Linked DNA regions of Pan troglodytes: region 1 is linked to region 2. The links are chromatin contacts, called in public HiChIP or PLAC-seq maps. All regions are on one chromosome and are shown on one strand. Each heading gives the region's core, a stretch centred on a gene start, on an enhancer-like site or on the middle of the called end of the contact. The rest is flanking DNA. Distances are from core to core; before and after follow the strand shown.

Region 1 (3,517 bases), core at 36-2,535, 300 kb after region 2:
GCTTTTTCTTGACTCTCTTTAAGTATATTAGGTAGTACTCTTTGTATCCTGAATTATCTCTGTTTCCTCCAATGTCAAATTTTGTTTGTTAATTTTGGTCTTTCTTTCTTTCTTTTTTTTTTTTTTTGAGATAGAGTCTTGCTGTGTTGCCCAGGCTGGAGTGTGGTGGCGTGATCTCAGCTCGCTGCAACCTCTGTCTCCTGGGTTCAAGCAATTCTCTGCCTCAGCTTCCCGAGTAGCTGGGAACTACAGGCGCCTGCCACCACGTCCGGCTAATTTTTTTGTATTTTTATTAGAGACAGGGTTTCACCATCTTGGCCAGGCAGGTCTTGATCTCCTGACCTCGTGATCCACCCGCCTCGGCCTCCCAAAGTGCTGGGATTACAGGCGTGAACCATCGCGCCCAGCCAATTTTGGTCCTTTTTCTTTCTTTCTTTCTTTCTTTCTTTTTTTTTTGAGACAAGGTCTGTTGCCCAGGCTGGAGTGTAGTGGTGCAATCACAGCTCACTGCAGCCTCAAACTCCTGGGCTCAAACAATCCTCCTACCTCGGCCTCCTGAGTAGCTGGGACTACAGGCGTGGGCTAATTTTTTTAAAACTTTTCTGTAGAGATGGGGTCTTGCTCTTGCCCAGGCTGATCTTGAACTCCTGGCCCCCAGCCTTGGCCTTCTGGGATTACAGGCGTAAGCCACCTGCCGGACCAATTTTGGTGTTTCTTTTGCATGCTGCTGGTCCTCCTCAGATGCTTGGCAATCATTGGTAATGATGGGCTTCAGAACGTGCTACCCTAAACGATGCACCTCGGCACAATGAGCGTTTTAAGCTGAAGGAATTTGAGAAAACCGCAGAAGCCGAAGGATCTTTCTTACCTTCTCCTGCCCTTCTTCCCTGAACCAGGTCATACAACCTGGAACTCCCTGCCCTTTTCCTGAAGAAGCAAATAATAGCCTCCTGTGAGAGGCGCCCTCCCTGCACCTGGGGGAAAGGAGGGTCCTTATCTCTGAAGACACAGGGACACAGAAGAATCTGAACCAACAGGCCTTCCTGAGTTCCCCACCTCCCCGCAGGAGGTGCCCGCACACGCATAGCCCCATCGCTCCCGCGGCCGCACACAACGGACCTCGCCCTGGTGGTGCACGCCCGGGCTGGGCGCTCAGAGGTCGGGTGGGCGCCCACTCCGTTCGCTGCGCGCACAGCGCCCGGCGAGAGACTCGGAGTTTAATCACACACAGCGTCCGGCTTCCTGTCCCCAGCGCCCCCTCCCGCCCCGTTTCCCTTGCCCCTCCCTCTCCCCGGCCCGATCCGCCCGCCGGCTCCCCCTCCCCCGATCCCTCGGGTCCCGGGATGGGGGGGCGGTGAGGCAGGCACAGCCCCCCGCCCCCATGGCCGCCCGTCGGAGCCAGAGGCGGAGGGGGCGCCGGGGGGAGCCGGGCACCGCCCTGCTGGTCCCGCTCGCGCTGGGCCTGGGCCTGGCGCTGGCCTGCCTCGGCCTCCTGCTGGCCGTGGTCAGTTTGGGGAGCCGGGCATCGCTGTCCGCCCAGGTGAGGCCCCGCTGCGCACCCCTTCTTGGGCACATCAGGAGCTGAGACTGCAGAGGGGCCGCTGGGGGCCTCGTGGGCTGAAGGCAAGGGGAAGGGAGGATGGGTGGAGGGTGAGATGTCAGGTGGAGCGGCACGGGGTGACGCTCCCTCCTTCCCAGCAGGAGCCTGCCCAGGAGGAGCTGGTGGCAGAGGAGGACCAGGACCCGTCGGTGAGTGGGCGTGGGCGCGGTCTGCAGGCTGCTGGGGCATGGGAAGTGTGCACAGCCGAGGCTGCAGGTGTGTGCAGCTGTGCCAGCCGTACTCGCGGTGTGTGCAGGGTGTGTGTGAACACAGTGCGTGCATGGGTGTGTGTCTGCAGGGGTGTGTGTGCGTGGTGACAACTCTGTGTGAGGGGTTTGTGCTGGGGTTGTGCCACCTGAGTCTGAGGTGTTTATTGGCTGGGGGTGACGTGGTTGTATAAGATATGTGAGTCTGCGTGGAAGAGGGGTGCGGTTGTGTACAGGGTGTGTATCCTCTGTGCGTGGTGACTGGGTGTGGGCATGTGTGCAATGTGCCAATTGAATGCAGGGTCTGCGTTGGTTGTGTGTGGGTGGGAAAGTGTAGCTGGTCTAGAGGAAAGGGTGAGGACTGGGGCCTGACTCCCAGCTTCACCTTTGCCCGGGGCCCCAGCTGTAGTTGGCTGAGGGGCTTAATCTGTCCCTGACTTCTGTGTCTGTTGCTGGCTGGTGGCTCTCCTGACAGGCCCCGTCTGTCTCACTTTATATCTCTGGGAGTCTGTGGTTGAACCCTGCCCTAATTCCCCTAGGAACTGAATCCCCAGACAGAAGAAAGCCAGGATCCTGCGCCTTTCCTGAACCGACTAGTTCGGCCTCGCAGAAGTGGTGAGCATCCCTCTATCCCAACCTCAGGAAGCGGGCAGAGCAAAAACCATTATCCACAGGGAGAAACTGAGGCACGGAGGGTGAAAGGAGTTCAGAGTCATGCAGCTAACCAGCCAAGACTCAAACCTAGGGATTCTCGCCCTCCTCTGAAGCTCCTTCTGTCATATGGATGTGCTCCTTCAGACCCTACCCCAAACAGGAAGGCAGGGTGGCCATGAGTTAGAAGAACTACTGGGATCCTGATGGAGACTAGGCCTGGGAGTCAGAGGCCTGGACCCCGGTAGGCAAAGAGACTTAGGAATGGGATGATGGGGTGGCCGAATGACCATGTGTCCAAGTTGGCATGCAGTTGTCCTGGCCCCCACCTGTTATCTCGGTGTGATTAGTAGCAGCTTCCCGTTTTGCTCTCAGCAGTATCCCAGTGTGGATGACAAATTATAGTCACTCTACTTACTGAGGAAGATGAGGCCTGAGATTCTAAGGCCAGGAGTCTGGACAAGAATAAGGATGCCAGGGTTCCTGAGAGGGGAATGGGGCTGAGAGAGTTGCTCTGGGACCCCCACTAGGGCCCGCTTTGCTCATCTGTCTTTCCTTGATCCTCAGCACCTAAAGGCCGGAAAACACGGGCTCGAAGAGCGATCGCAGCCCATTATGAAGGTGGGTGATGGGTGAGCCATACCCAGGAGGAGAGGGGCAGGTGGCAGAGGGTCAGGGCAGGTCTCACCAGCCTTTTCCTGTACTTTACAGTTCATCCACGACCTGGACAGGACGGAGCGCAGGCAGGTGAGACCCCATCCCCCCCACAGCACTGGCCTCCTGGGAAAAGGGCCCTTGAAAACCTTTGACCTCCCACTCCCTTCCCGGCCATCAGTCTCAGAACCACAGAAGCCAGTTCATGAAGGTCTTGGTTCTCTCTGTGACCCAGGCGTGGGACCCCATGAAAGACCCCTACTCTTCCCCAGAACTCTGCCCAGTTCCCCCAGCAAATCACTGTCCCAGCTCTCTCCTTCAGCCCTCATTCTTCTCCAAGAAGCACTTTTCATTCTTTTTTCTTCTGTCTCCTCCATATTCTACGTTCTGATGATCTTTTTCTCAA
Region 2 (3,277 bases), core at 92-2,591:
TCTGACCTTGGAGAAAAGCTAAGGGGGAGGGGACCCAGAGATGCTTGGGTCCATCCGGACAGTTTCCCTCAGAATGCTAGGCTCTCCTGGAGAAGCAAACGTCCTCGTTTTCAAGCCCTACAACTGCCCAGCGCTGTCCTCTGACAGGGACACCCAAACTTCAATGGTGGGCACAGCACCCACCTTGAACTCCCTCCCACAATTAAAGAGGCCCATCGTAAAAGCATCTGCTTTAGTCTTCAATAAATCCAGATACCTACACTCACACTATGAAATAAATTTTCACAGCCTTTTTGAAGGAATTCTCTTAATGGGAACCGCAGGCGTTTCTCCTTCACATCCAGGGCTTTCCCAAGTTCCAGTCCTTGTTTGTAACGTATGCCCTCCCACCCACCTCCACCCTTGACACACAAGTCTGTCTCTTCCTTGTTATGGGACCAAACACACACCGAGGTTCCAAATAGGGTCTTTCCCAAGCCCCCATCCACAGATCCGGCTGTCATCAAACAGGTGTTCCCCGCCTCTTGGTTTCTTTAGCAACAACTCCAGCTTTCTTAAACAGCGCCCCACCCACCACCTTAGCCCCCAAGAGTTGCCAAATCCTGACCCATCTAGCTCCATCAAAACCCCCAAGGGCAAGGTTCTATTACAAGGGTCTCCCACCTCGCCCCGCTTAGGGTGCCCAATTCTCTGGCGAGAAAAGCCCCAGCCAGGATTCCCTTCCTAGGCCCAAACAGAGGCCCGACACTCCGAAAACCCCTGAGCACCACGGACAGACGTCCTCAACACCGCCAGCGCCCACCCTGGCTCACCGTGCGGATCTGCCTCCGCAAAAGGTAAATGAAGAAGCTCCAGAGCTTGGCGGCGAAGGCCACGAACGTGCGCAGCCCCAGCAGACACTGCGTCCGCATCATCCCGATGACCCCGGCACCGCCGGCCCCGGGGCCCCCGCGGCCCAGCTCCGCCAGCCCCCCGGGGGCAGCCCCCCGCCGCCGGGAGGGGGAACGGGGGCCCCGAGTGGCAGGAGAGGCTGCAGAGAGGGGCACGGAGCGGGCGGCTCAGAAAGCCACCCCTGGCGAGGGGAAAGCCCAGCGGAACAGGGAGCTGGGGGACTGGCGTGGGCAGCCCGCGGGGGCCCACATGGGCTGGGAGTGGCACCGACGGCTTCGGGGAGGTTGCGGGCCGAGACAGGTAGGGCTAGGATGGGGTCCTCGGAGACCAGGAGGGAAGGGGAAGGATAATTGGGGGAGGGGGCAGTGGGGGAGGGGGCTAGGGAAAAGGGAGGAAGGGAAAAGGGAGGGGGAGGGGGGGAAAGCGGAGAGTGGCCCGCTGCGCAGGCGCGCTAGGGGGCTGCCCGCAGGAACGGGGAGGGCGGGGGCAGCGGCGCGCAAAGGGCCGCGGCAGCGGAGAACGGGCGGGCAGAGCGAAGGAGCAGGGAAGGAGGGGGAGGGGGAGCCGGAGGGCGCGGAGCGCTGGGCCGGAGCGGCCTCCCCCTCCCCGAGCTCGGGGGTCCTTTAGCCGCTGGGGAGCGGGGCTGCAGCCTCTGCAGCTGGGTTTCCCACTCTGACAGGCGCCATTTTACCGTCCAAAGGACTCCCTCTTCCTGTCTTTCCCCCTCCTCTTCCCCTTTGACACTACTTCCGGTGGTGACGTGTATTCGCTTCACCGGGACTAAGTTCCTCCTGCGCGGTCTATGGGGGGTAGGTATAAGGAAAGCCAAAAGCACTCCAAACGAGGCTGCAGTATTGCGCACGCGCAGAAGGTGGCCGCGGGGCGGGGCCTGAGGCGAAGCAGGCCCCGCCTCAAGCTGCGTGGGCGGGGCGAGTGACGGCACTTGGCCCCGCGCTTAGGGCCCTCGCGGGGGGCTTGTGGGTCCTCCTCCCCCTCCCACTGACAACTGCCGTCACTGCTCTTCCCGCCCCGGTCACAGTGAAAATGTAGACGGGGTCGTTGTCCGCACGACTGTGCGCCAGGGCTCGGGGACGGGGGCCCTCCGCGTGAGCGCTCCCCTGGGAATATTGAACATAATCACCTCTCATTCCAGACTATGTTAGGTCTTAATGGTGGGAGGACGCCCGAGTCCTCCGCCCGTTTCACCCCGAGGGGGCGGGACACTGGGTCATGACGCCATCAGAGGGCGCCAGAGCAGGGACCGGACGCGAGTTGGAGATGTTGGACTCGCTGTTGGCCTTGGGCGGCCTGGTGCTGCTTCGGGGTGAGAGCCAGAGGCACGGTGTGGGGGGGGGGGGGGTGCGGTTCGGGCCTGGCTGAGGGGACGGAAGTGGGCAGGAAGGGCCAGGGGTCACAGGCTAGGTGTGGAAATCGCGACGGGTTCGCGAAGGCGGTAATCCCAGCGCTCTCATACTCTTTATCCGTCCCTCGCTCTGCAGATTCCGTGGAGTGGGAGGGGCGCAGTCTCTTGAAGGCGCTTGTCAAGAAATCTGCACTGTGGTGAGTATCCCACAGTGTCTCCCCGGCCTACCCTGGATAGGGCACCTGTGCCCACTCTTTGACAATCCCTTCTCATCTCTGCCTTAGTGGGGAGCAAGTGCATATCCTGGGCTGTGAAGTGAGCGAGGAAGAGTTTCGTGAAGGTTTTGACTCTGATATCAACAATCGGTAAGTACCAGTTGGAAGAGATTTGATTAAATTTGAGACCTATATTGCTAAGGAAATTTCTTTACAACAAGCGCAGAACCTGGTATGTAGTAGCAGTTCCTTAAATATTCATTGAAGAATTGGATATGGGTCTTTCAGGAGGCAAGAATTAATAAGAGGAGTGATGAGTATTTGGGGAGTCCAAAGCAAAGATCTTAGAAGTCGAGAGAGAAATAGCCTGGAGATAGGGAGAACATGTGGGAAGGGTATTGCAGTAATCCATTAATCCGGGTTCACTCTTTAAGGTACATATGTACCGAGCACCAACTATAAACCAGGTGCTGTGCAAGATACTGGAGACGGCAGTGAGTGAGACAGACCTGTTCCTGACCTAATGAATTTTAGGGAATAATGGTAGGGAGTGATAGAGGCCTGGTTTAAGGCAGTGGCAGTAGAGATGGAAAGTTTAGAACACATGTAAAGGACTTTAGTGGGTAGAATTTCCAGGATTTATTGACTAACATGGGGGAGAAGAAAGTATTGAGATAAGGAAGTCCCTAAACCCAGCCGCATGCCTGATCAGGAGACATTAAGAACCATTAGTAGGATGCTTTCTACTTCCTAGTCCCGGCAACTCAGTGGATGATAATAGTAGTTTACATCTTATCTGCTGAGCCTC

The links. HiChIP or PLAC-seq counts read pairs in DNA pulled down with a chosen protein or histone mark.
Region 1: an H3K4me3 HiChIP or PLAC-seq map of stem cell-derived excitatory neurons shows a contact between it and region 2, with 2.6 times the contacts expected there. The contact joins the promoter of TNFSF12 here to the promoter of ELP5 in region 2.

Annotation. Positions count from the first base shown.
Region 1 is chr19:18,060,300-18,063,816 of NHGRI_mPanTro3-v2.0_pri, forward strand. It overlaps TNFSF12 (TNF superfamily member 12), which reads left to right and starts at 1,286. Exons shown (of 7, transcript NM_001205129.1): 1 at 1,286-1,540; 2 at 1,702-1,749; 3 at 2,346-2,421; 4 at 3,025-3,078; 5 at 3,169-3,204. The coding sequence starts at 1,382.
Region 2 is chr19:17,760,320-17,763,596 of NHGRI_mPanTro3-v2.0_pri, forward strand. It overlaps ELP5 (elongator acetyltransferase complex subunit 5), which reads left to right and starts at 1,342. Exons shown (of 9, transcript XM_016931417.4): 1 at 1,342-1,700; 2 at 2,045-2,215; 3 at 2,391-2,451; 4 at 2,539-2,619. The coding sequence starts at 2,122. It overlaps CTDNEP1 (CTD nuclear envelope phosphatase 1), which reads right to left and starts at 1,250. Exons shown (of 9, transcript XM_016931418.4): 1 at 813-1,250. The coding sequence starts at 914.